Linked DNA regions of Callithrix jacchus: region 2 is linked to region 1. Evidence: chromatin contacts called from public Hi-C data. All regions are on one chromosome and are shown on one strand. Each heading gives the region's core, a stretch centred on a gene start, on an enhancer-like site or on the middle of the called end of the contact. The rest is flanking DNA. Distances are from core to core; before and after follow the strand shown. Region 1 overlaps ANGEL2 (angel homolog 2). Region 2 has its middle 31 kb from the start of GARIN4.

The links. Hi-C and Micro-C count contacts between places; a contact is called where the count stands out from the background.
Region 2: a contact with region 1 is called in a Hi-C map of induced pluripotent stem cells, with 2.8 times the contacts expected there. The contact joins two enhancer-like sites. A contact is called at or near these places in 2 of 3 Hi-C or Micro-C datasets (induced pluripotent stem cells and skeletal muscle).

Annotation. Positions count from the first base shown.
Region 1 is chr19:16,129,056-16,133,654 of calJac240_pri, reverse strand. It overlaps ANGEL2 (angel homolog 2), which reads right to left. Exons shown (of 8, transcript XM_078356600.1): 4 at 3,517-3,938. Among named protein-coding and RNA genes, the nearest start is that of ANGEL2, 11 kb to the right of the region's middle. Within about 2 kb of position 1,959, at least 2 of the 16 cell types and tissues checked have an H3K27ac peak or open chromatin away from gene starts, as enhancers often do.
Region 2 is chr19:16,427,955-16,432,784 of calJac240_pri, reverse strand. No RefSeq gene overlaps it. Among named protein-coding and RNA genes, the nearest start is that of GARIN4, 31 kb to the left of the region's middle. Within about 2 kb of position 1,339, at least 12 of the 16 cell types and tissues checked have an H3K27ac peak or open chromatin away from gene starts, as enhancers often do.

The DNA.
Region 1 (4,599 bases), core at 710-3,209:
ATCAAATACAGGCATACTCAGAGACACTGCAGTTTGGTTGCAGGCCACCACAATAAAGTATCTCAATAAAGCAAGTCACATAATTTCTTCGGTTTCCCAGTGCATATAAAAGTTGTGTTTATACTATACTGTAGTTAACTAAATACGCAATAGCATTATGCCTAAGAAAATACATACCTTAATTTAAAAATACTTTATTGTTAAATATGCTAACAATCATCTGAGCCTTCAGTTAGTCATCATCTTTTTATGGGTGGAGGGTCTTGACTAGATATTAATGGCTACCGGCTGATCAGTATGATGGCTGCTGGAAGGTTGAGGGTTGGCTGTGGCAATTTCTTAAAATAAGACAATAATAAAATTTACAGCAGCCATTGATGCTTCCTTTCATAAAAGATTTTTCTGTAGCATGTGATGCTGTTTGACAGCACTTTATACACAGTAGAACTTTTTTTCAAAGTCAGAAACCTTGCCAATGTTTTATCAACTAAATTTATGTAACATTTAAAATCATTTGTTGTCATTTCAGCAACGTTCATAGCATCTTCATCAGAAGTAGATTCCATCTCAAGAAAATACTTTGCTCGTCTCTAAGAAGCAACTCCTTACCTATTTAGGTTTTATCATGAGAGTGAAGCAATTCAGCTACTTCTTTAGGCTCCACTTCTAATTCTGGTTCTCTTGCTGTTTCTACCACATCTACAGTTGCTTTCTCCACTGAAGTCTTGAACCTCTAAAAGTCATCCATGAAGGCTGGAATTTACTTCTTCCAAACTCCTTTAAATGGCGATATTTTGACCTCCTCCCACGAATCACAAATTGTTTTGAATAGCACTTAGGATGCTGAATCCTCTCCAGGTTTTCAATTTACTTTCCCCAGATCCATCAGAGAAATCACTTCTATGGCAGCTATAGCCTATGAAGTGTATCTCTTAAGTAAGGGGACCTGTAAGTACAAACTTACTCCTTGATTCAATAGGCTGCAGAATAGATGCTGTGTTAGCAGGCATGAAACAATATTCATTTCCTTGTACATCTTCATCAGAGCTCCTGGGTAACCTAGGTGCCTTGTCAATAAACACTAATCTTTGGAAAAGAATCTGTTTTCCTGAGTAGTAGTCTCAACAGTGTGCTTAAAATATTCTGCGCCATTAACAGATGCATGGTCATCCCCAAGCTTTGTTTTTCCATTGACAGAGCAGAGGCAGAGTAGATTTAACATAATTTTTAAGTGCCCTAGGATTTTCAGAATGGTCAACAAATGCTGACTTTAAAGTAACAACCTACATTAGCTCCTAACGAAGGTCAGCCTGTCCTTTGAAACCAGGCACTGACTTCTTTCTAGCTATGAAAGTCCTAGATGACATCTCCTTGCAATAGAAAGTGGTTTCATCCAAATTAAAAATCTATTTTTGGCCAGGTGTAGTGGCTCATGCCTGTAATCCCAGCACTTTGAGAGGCAGGAGGATTGCTTAAGCCCGGGAGTTCGAGACCAGCCTGGGCAACATGGTGAAACCCTATCTCTACCAAAAAATATTTTAAAATTAGCCCAGCAAGGAGGCACACACCTATAATCCCAGATACTTGGGAGGCTGAGGCAGAATCGTTTGAACCCAGGAGGTAAGGTTGTAGTGAACTGAGATCATGTCACTGCACTACAGCCTGGGAAACAGAGCAAGAACCTATCTTAAAAAAAGAAGAAAAAAAAAGTATTGTTTAGTTTTAGCAACCTTCATCACTGATCTTAGCTAGATCTTCTCGGCATTCTGGACAGTCTACTGCAGCTGTAACAGCGGCAGCACTTGTTGCTCTCCCTGTACTTGTTATGTTATGGAGATGGCTTCATTCCTTCAGCCTCACAAACTAACCTCTATTAATTTCTAACTTGTCTCCTGCCGCTTCCTCATCTCTCTGTCTTCATAAAATCGAAGAGATGTAGGGCCTTGCTCTGGACTAGGCTTTGACTGAAGGGGACGCTGTGGCTGCTTTGACCTTCTATCCAGAACACTCGCACTTTCCCCATATCGGCAATAAGGCTGTTTGACTTTCTTATGCCTTCACACACTGGAGCAGCACTTTCAATTTTCTTCAAGAACATTTCCTTTGCATTCGCAACTTTGCTGTTTGGTGCTAGAGGCCTAGCTTTTGGCCTGTCTTGGCTTTCAAAATGCCTTCCTTCTAAATTTAATCATTTCTAGCTTTTGATTCAAAGTGAGACATGTGACTCTTACTGTTTACTTGAACACTTAGCGCTGCAGGGCTATTACTTGGCCTAGTTTCAATATTGTTGTGCTTCAGGGAATACAGAGGCCCAGGTAGAGGGAGAGAGATGATTAGTGGAGCAGTCAGAACACATTTATCGATTAAGTTCATCATTTTACATGGGTACAGGTCATAACACCCCAAAGCCATTATAACAGTACTATCAAAGATTACTAATCCTAGATCAACATAACAGATATAATAATAATGAAAATGTTTGAGTAATGCAAGAGTTACCAAAATGTGACAGAGACAGGAACTGAGCACATGCTGTTGGAAAAATGGCGCCGACAGAGCTGCTTAAGGCAGGGTTGATACAAAGCCTCCATTTTGTAAAATGCAGTGAAGCTTGATAAAGCAAAGCACAATAAAACAAGGTACACCTGTACTAAGAGAGATCAGCTCTTATAATATTTTAAACTATCACTCAAAACTCCACTGGTGGAGAGCTTATTTTGGCAAATATACTAAAGATCAAATAATCTAAAGTAAGGAGAGGAAAGCACAATAAAAATAATTACATGAGATAAATTGTGCTAAGCTAAATAAAATATTTATTATGCAAGGGAAGCTTATATAATAAATGTTAAATGACTATTTTGCCCACATCCAGCATTCAAAATTCTATACTGCCACCTTGTGAATAATTACTTATTTAAGTATCCATGTCTAGCAATACCTCTTTTTTTTTTGGTGGGGTGGGGGGGGGGGGGCGCTGCCTGTTAATCCCTCCAAGCAGTACGTTGCCACAGATAGTTGAAAAAGATGAAAATCAACCAAGTGAAAATAATTACTTATCAGAAGTGGCCGGGCACAATGGCTTACGCCTGTAATCCCAGTACTTTGGGAGGCTGAGGTGGGTGGATCACTTGAAGTAAGGAGTTTGAGACCAGCCTGGCCAACATGGTGAAACCCCGTCGATACTAAAAATACAAAAATTAGCCAGGCGTGGTGCAGGTGCTTGTAATCCCAGCTTCTCGGGAGGCTAAGGCAAGAGAATCACTGGAACCCAGGAGGTGGAGGTTGCAGTGAGTTGAGATCACGATACTCTCTAGCCTCCAGTATGGGCGACAGAGCGACACTCTGTCTCAAAAAAAAAATTTAAAAAGAAGTCATGGAAATTCATCATAGTTTGATAAACTGAGGGTACTGAATCATCCAAGGTTTTCAAACAGCCGTGTAATGACTAACTTCACACAATCATGAGCAGAGCAACTATGTCCACCTCCTAATACCAATGAAACAAGCACTTACCTTTCCTATGGCAAGTCCTTCATAATTCAATTTTCCTTCCTTTATGAAACTATATAGTGGAGAACCAGGAACAGAATTAAAGTCACCACACATAACAATAGGGCAGAAGCTGCCATCTTTCTGGTGGGCAACACTGGAAATCTCTGCCAGTAGCATTGCCAATTGGGTCAGCTTAATATCACCTCGCCTTGGATTATACAATAGATGCGTATTTGCTACGCAGATCGCAGGAGAGGCAGCACATGGAATTTTGGGCTGTAAGAGTAAAACTAATCCAACATTGTCTCTGTCCAACAGAGAAATATCAGGGCGGTAGAATTCCACTGGGTTCACTGACAAGAGTGAAAATTTGGAATGTTTGAAGCAAATAGCACAGCCATCAGGTTTCCTTCCTGTCCGCATCTTATATTCACAGTGATAACCTATAAGAAACAAATGAATTTAAAACAACTATTTTACATATTTGTCAAAACACAGCTCACCTAATACGTTTGAACAATGTTTACCAAACTATATTCTGCAAATATTAGTAATGTAAGATGTCAACAAGTATTGGAATAAAAAGCATGTGACAGTGGGTCTAACAGGCCTCTTTATGAGCAGACTTCAGCCCTTGATATGCTACTGTGTATTATCACTCTCCCACTGCCATCCTAGTAAAACTCAGTACTGGTAAAAACAGTAAAGCCTTATAATAATCTATTCTCTCACTCTCTACATCCTACATCCCTGATCTTTTTGCCTATAACGCCTTTCCCCTCACTTCATTTCAACCTCACTGGCCTCCTCATTTCCCTTAATACACTCCAAACTCAGGGCCTTTCCCTTGCAATTTCTGCTATGTAGAATGTTCTAGGCATGGCTTAGTCCTTTATCTCCTTCAAATCTTTGTTCAAATGTCACCTTGTCTGATCATTTTGTTTAAAATGTAAACCTCCCCCATTCCACTTTCCTGCTTTTCTCCAGAAAAATGTAATTACTTAATATGCTATTTTATTTGGTTAGCCTTTTTCCACTAGAATGTACACCCCACTAGAGGGAGAAATTTTTAAAAATCTTTTTCATCCAATGCTATATCCTCAC
Region 2 (4,830 bases), core at 90-2,589, 300 kb before region 1:
AATAAAAATTCATTAAAGGTCTAGTATGTGCTAGGTTAGTCCTCAAGTCTGATTCCTGGACAGACTGCACCAACATCCCCCGAGATGCAAATTGGAAACACAAATTATTGAGCCACACCAGAGTCCTACTGATTCAGAACCTTGAGGTGGGGCCAGCAACTCATATTTTAATAAATTCTCAGGTGATGTTGATGAACTCAAACCACCATGCTAAGTGTTTTACAGGAATACGCTCATTTAATTCCATGAAAGCCCAAAGAGGTGGGAAGTCTAATAATATCCCTGATTTACAGATGACAAACATGGGGTTAGGAGAGGTTAGTGGCCTGTCCAGGTCCTACCCCGGTTTGGGAGCCCCAAGTCTGTGTACTCCACTCCACTGCCCTCTCCCTTCACTACCTGGATGCCTCCCAGAAGTGAGACATTTTTGTTCCAAGAGGGCTTCCTATAGGCAAAAGTGGGAGCAGGAGTCACTAGGACACAGGAGCATTCTCCTGGGCTGATGGTAGAATAGACAGCTATTTTTACTAGGTTTGCAAGACCAGCCAGACAGTTAACATCTATGGAAATAGGCAAACATCTAGCACTACGACTGTCCCATTCTTGGGCTGGAGCTAAGACGGCCTCACTGTGAGGTTTGGATATTCCAGAACACCTACCATCTGCTAAGCATGAGCTTCTGCAACACTGAGATCTGTCGTAACCACTGATGATGACGTCGCCATCAATGATGGATTACGTTCCTACTACTTCAACGCACTGTGCTAGAGGCTTTATAAATATTCTCCTCCTGGTGTTATTATGCCCTTTAACAGATGAGACCATTGATGCCCAAAGAGGTGTGGGGACAACAGCTCATAAGCAACGGGGCAGGGTTCTGGCCTGCATACTCTAAGGATGATTTCTTCCATTATGCTATCCTTTGAGAGGCCGGGAGAGAGCAGGGGAGAACGGTGGGGGGCTCCCAGCAAAAGGACAAGGCCTGCAGGGCAGGGTCTGGGGTAGAAGTGGAGGCCCACTCTTGACAATCAGTCCTTACCCAGGAGCACAGACCCAGGCAAATCTGGTTCCAGCACCCGTGACCCCTTCCCCTCCTGGCTCCCTGACGTTGGAGAAATCCCCCTGGAACTCACTGCGGGCCGGCGGGCACCTGCCACTGACGGGAAGAACGCCGGATTCCTATGTGCGCAAGAGGGCCCAAGGCAGACCTGCCAGCAGCCACGAGATGGCGCTGCGACCCAGGCGACTCCGGGCCCTGCCGCCACCCTCTCCGAGGCTGCCCCGCGGAAGACCCAAGCGTTAGTTGTTGGAGGACGCTCTCCCACTCCCCACCGAGATCCCTCTTTCTTCCCTCCTCCTTCCTCGCCCCCTGGCCCTGCGAAGAGTGGATGCCATATCAGGGAGCTCTAGGCCCAAGGGCAGGCTGGGACTCCCCAGCGACTCCCAGGCAGCCCGGGGGCAGCTGCTTCTCCCCTCCCCTGCCCTCCCTTCCTCTTTCCCTGGGCTCCTCCCCAGCCCGGCCAGCCAGTCCTGGCCCACTGCCCTCCCACAGCACAAATGAAGCAGGATCACAACTCTCAGACTTAACGACTACACAACTAAACATCAAACATGAGCTCTTGGTTCCCACGCCTGTAATCCCAGCACTTAGGGAGGCAGAGGCGGGCGGATCACTAGGTCAGGAGATCGAGACCAGCCAGACCGAGATGGTGAAACCCTGTCTTTACTAAAATACAAAAAAATTAGCCGAGCGTAGTGGCGCGGGCCTGTAGTCCCTGCTACTGCGGAGGCTGAGGCAGGAGAATCGCTTGAACCAGGGAGGCGGAGGTTGCCCTGAGTCAAGATGAGATAGCCCCACTGCACTCCAGCCTGTCGACAAAAAGAGACTATGTCTAAAAAAAAAAAAGCATCCCTTTGCTTGAAAACTCAGCCATCGAAGTTCCAGAGTCCTGTGCCTGGTGTCACCTCTCTTTCCCAAAGTCCTCTCCCATCACTTAATGCATCGGTGCACGCACATGCACTTGGAGAGGCAGAATTTTGAATTGAAAATCTGGATCTACCATGAAAAACTGTGACGTAAGAAAGTTCTTTAAGTCTCTTCGAGCCTCGATTTTCTCATCCATAAAGTGGAAATAAAACTAGTTATTACTTTATGGGCTGTTGGAAAAATTAAATCTATCTAAACCATTGAGAGGTGCTTTGACACACAGTAAGTACTCAGTAAAGATTTCTTTTCCTCTGACACTTAGGATGTGTATCCATCACATGGCATTCAATGCAGGCCGCCTTGTGTTTTTGGCTAATTTCTCCCGCAGGACATCCCACCCCCAAGGGCCGTGTCTTGCATATCTCTATGCTCAGGAGCACCCAGCACAGGCCCTGGCCTGGTGCATGGTAATTAGACTGGCCGCGGTGACCACCGCAAACCACAGGCTCTGGCTCCATTCTGCCTCCCGCCTGCCTTCTCTCGGGCGCTGGCTTCATGTGCAGCCCTGCTGGTGCAGTTACCAAGTGTCCTCTCCTCCACTTCGCTGCTTTGGGGTGGTGATGCCCAGCTTTGAGTGGTGAGAGCTGTAGCCTTTTGCTCTCTGCTAGGCCAGGGAGCCCCTTCTGAGACGGTGAGGGGTCCAGGGTGGAAGGGGGCGTGGTGCTTGTTTTGTGTCCCAAAGAGAGAGTGTGTTCCACACAAAGCCTGCTTGAGCAGAGAAGAACCTGGCCCAGCACCTTGGCCTTGACCCAGGCTCATATGATGTGGAGCCCTTGCTTCCCCTGTGATTGGTCAAAAGCTTAACAAGTCAGTTTGTAGAGGTCTGGGTCTGGGGCTTCTTTGGAGTTTTTATTTGTGTCTGTCCTGAGTTTTCTGAGAGTCAGGCCTTTCCTCTACATCTGTGTCTTGCCCCACAGTTCCCCAGTGCACAATCCTTCCATGTGTGTTGACTGACTGCCTAATGCTTTGGCTCTGATGACTTTACCAAGTTGGCTCTCAGTCCGATTTTCTTTTTAGTTTTTGAGACAGGGTCTCACTCTGTTGCCTGGCTGGAGTGCAGTGGCATAATCATGGCTCACTGCAGCCTCGTATTCTGGGGTTCAAGCGATCCTCCCACCTTGGACCTGCCACCACACCTGGCTGATTTTTATTTTATATTTTAGAGATGGGGATCTCACTATGTTGCCTGGAGCTGGTCTCAAACTCCTGGGCTCAATCAATCCTCCCTCCTAGGCCTCCCAAAGTGCTGGTATTACAGGCGTGAGCCAACACATCTGGCCTCAATCAGATCTTTAACCATCTAATTTATTCAATTCCGTCAGAGGGCCCCCTGCTGAAGCTGTTCATGGAGTGCTCTGATATCATTAAAAAGCTAACCACATATGCAAATGAAGTGTTGGAGGTGTGAGAGTGGCTTGGGGTAGAAAGTGCTTCTGGTTCATCTAGGAAGGCTTCCTGGGGGGGGAGGGGGAGGGGCTGAAGCTGACATTGAAAAGGTTGCAGTTTGATACAATGGGGGTCAGGTGGGGTGTGGTTTTAGGCCATAACCCTCCCTTTCCTGGCGCAGGTCCTCACATGAGTCATTCCAGAGTTCCCCTGCTGGTCACTGGGAACGTTCTAGTGTGTGACATCTCTCGGGCAACAAGCTGAGTTCCTGGAAAACATCAATCACAGAGAGACAGTCCACCACCTCTTCCCTCGTAACTTCCTTAGAAATCCTACCTGTCTGCAGCTGGGAATGAATGGAATGAAGTAACAACCAAATATTGGGTTACGGGTACCCTGGTAACTATCTAGTTTCCAGTTAGGGTTCCTTGGTGACATCTTCTCTCTGGGGGAAGACAGAGTGAAATGAGAATGTGAGTTGAGCCTGGGGGAAAGGATTATCTGGAGATGTCGGAGGGGCTCAAGGGCATCGTGATCTCCTGCTCAGCTGGCAGAGTGGGGCTAACACAGCAGCGGCTCTCTGGAGTCCTCGGCCTTCCTGTGTCCCTCTGACACTTTGAGTGGGGAATCTGAACCACTGTCTCTGATTCATTTACGGTGAACTCATCAAGTTGCTGTTTGGCAAGAGTCCTTGGATGTCTCGGAAGAGCTGTTGGTTTGGTTTCATTTGTTCTTTGCAGTGCTTTTCCTTTGAAATAGGAAGTCTGTGTTTGCCAAAAATAAGTTGAAAAGCTAGATTTGATATTGGATCAGAGCAGTAGAAGAAATCAAGAAGATATTATCATTTGTGTTTCTCTATTTTTAACTTGCATTACAGGCAAGTCATAGCTGACATTTCATCCTGCGAATTGGGTGCTATTATCTCCATTTACAAATGAGAAAACTAAAGAAGAAGTTAAGTCAATTGCCCAAGTCCACATAGCCAAGTGGCAGCCTTAATGCACAGTAGCATCATCAAGGGCCCATCGTGCTTTTAGGGGCTTATGTAAATATTTTAATTTCTTCTAAAATCAGAAGAAAAATGACCTTGATGTTGAAAGAGAATGTTTTAATATATAATATTTAATGTATTTGTCTTTTTTTTTTTTTTTGACACGAATTCTCGCACTGTCGCCCAGGCTGGAGTGCAAAGGCATGATCTCCGCTCGCTGCAACCTCTGCCTCCTGGGTTCAAGCAATTCTCCTGCCTCTGCCTTCCAAGTAGCGGGGATTACAGGTGCCTATCACCACACCCGGCTAATTTTTTTGTATTTTTAGTGGAGATGGGGTTTCACTATGTTGGCCAGGCTGGTCTTGAACTCCTAACCTTGTGATCTGCCCACCTTGGCCTCCCAAAGTGCTGGGATTACAAGAGTGAGCCACCATGCCCAGCCTGTATTTGTCTTTCTACCAACACA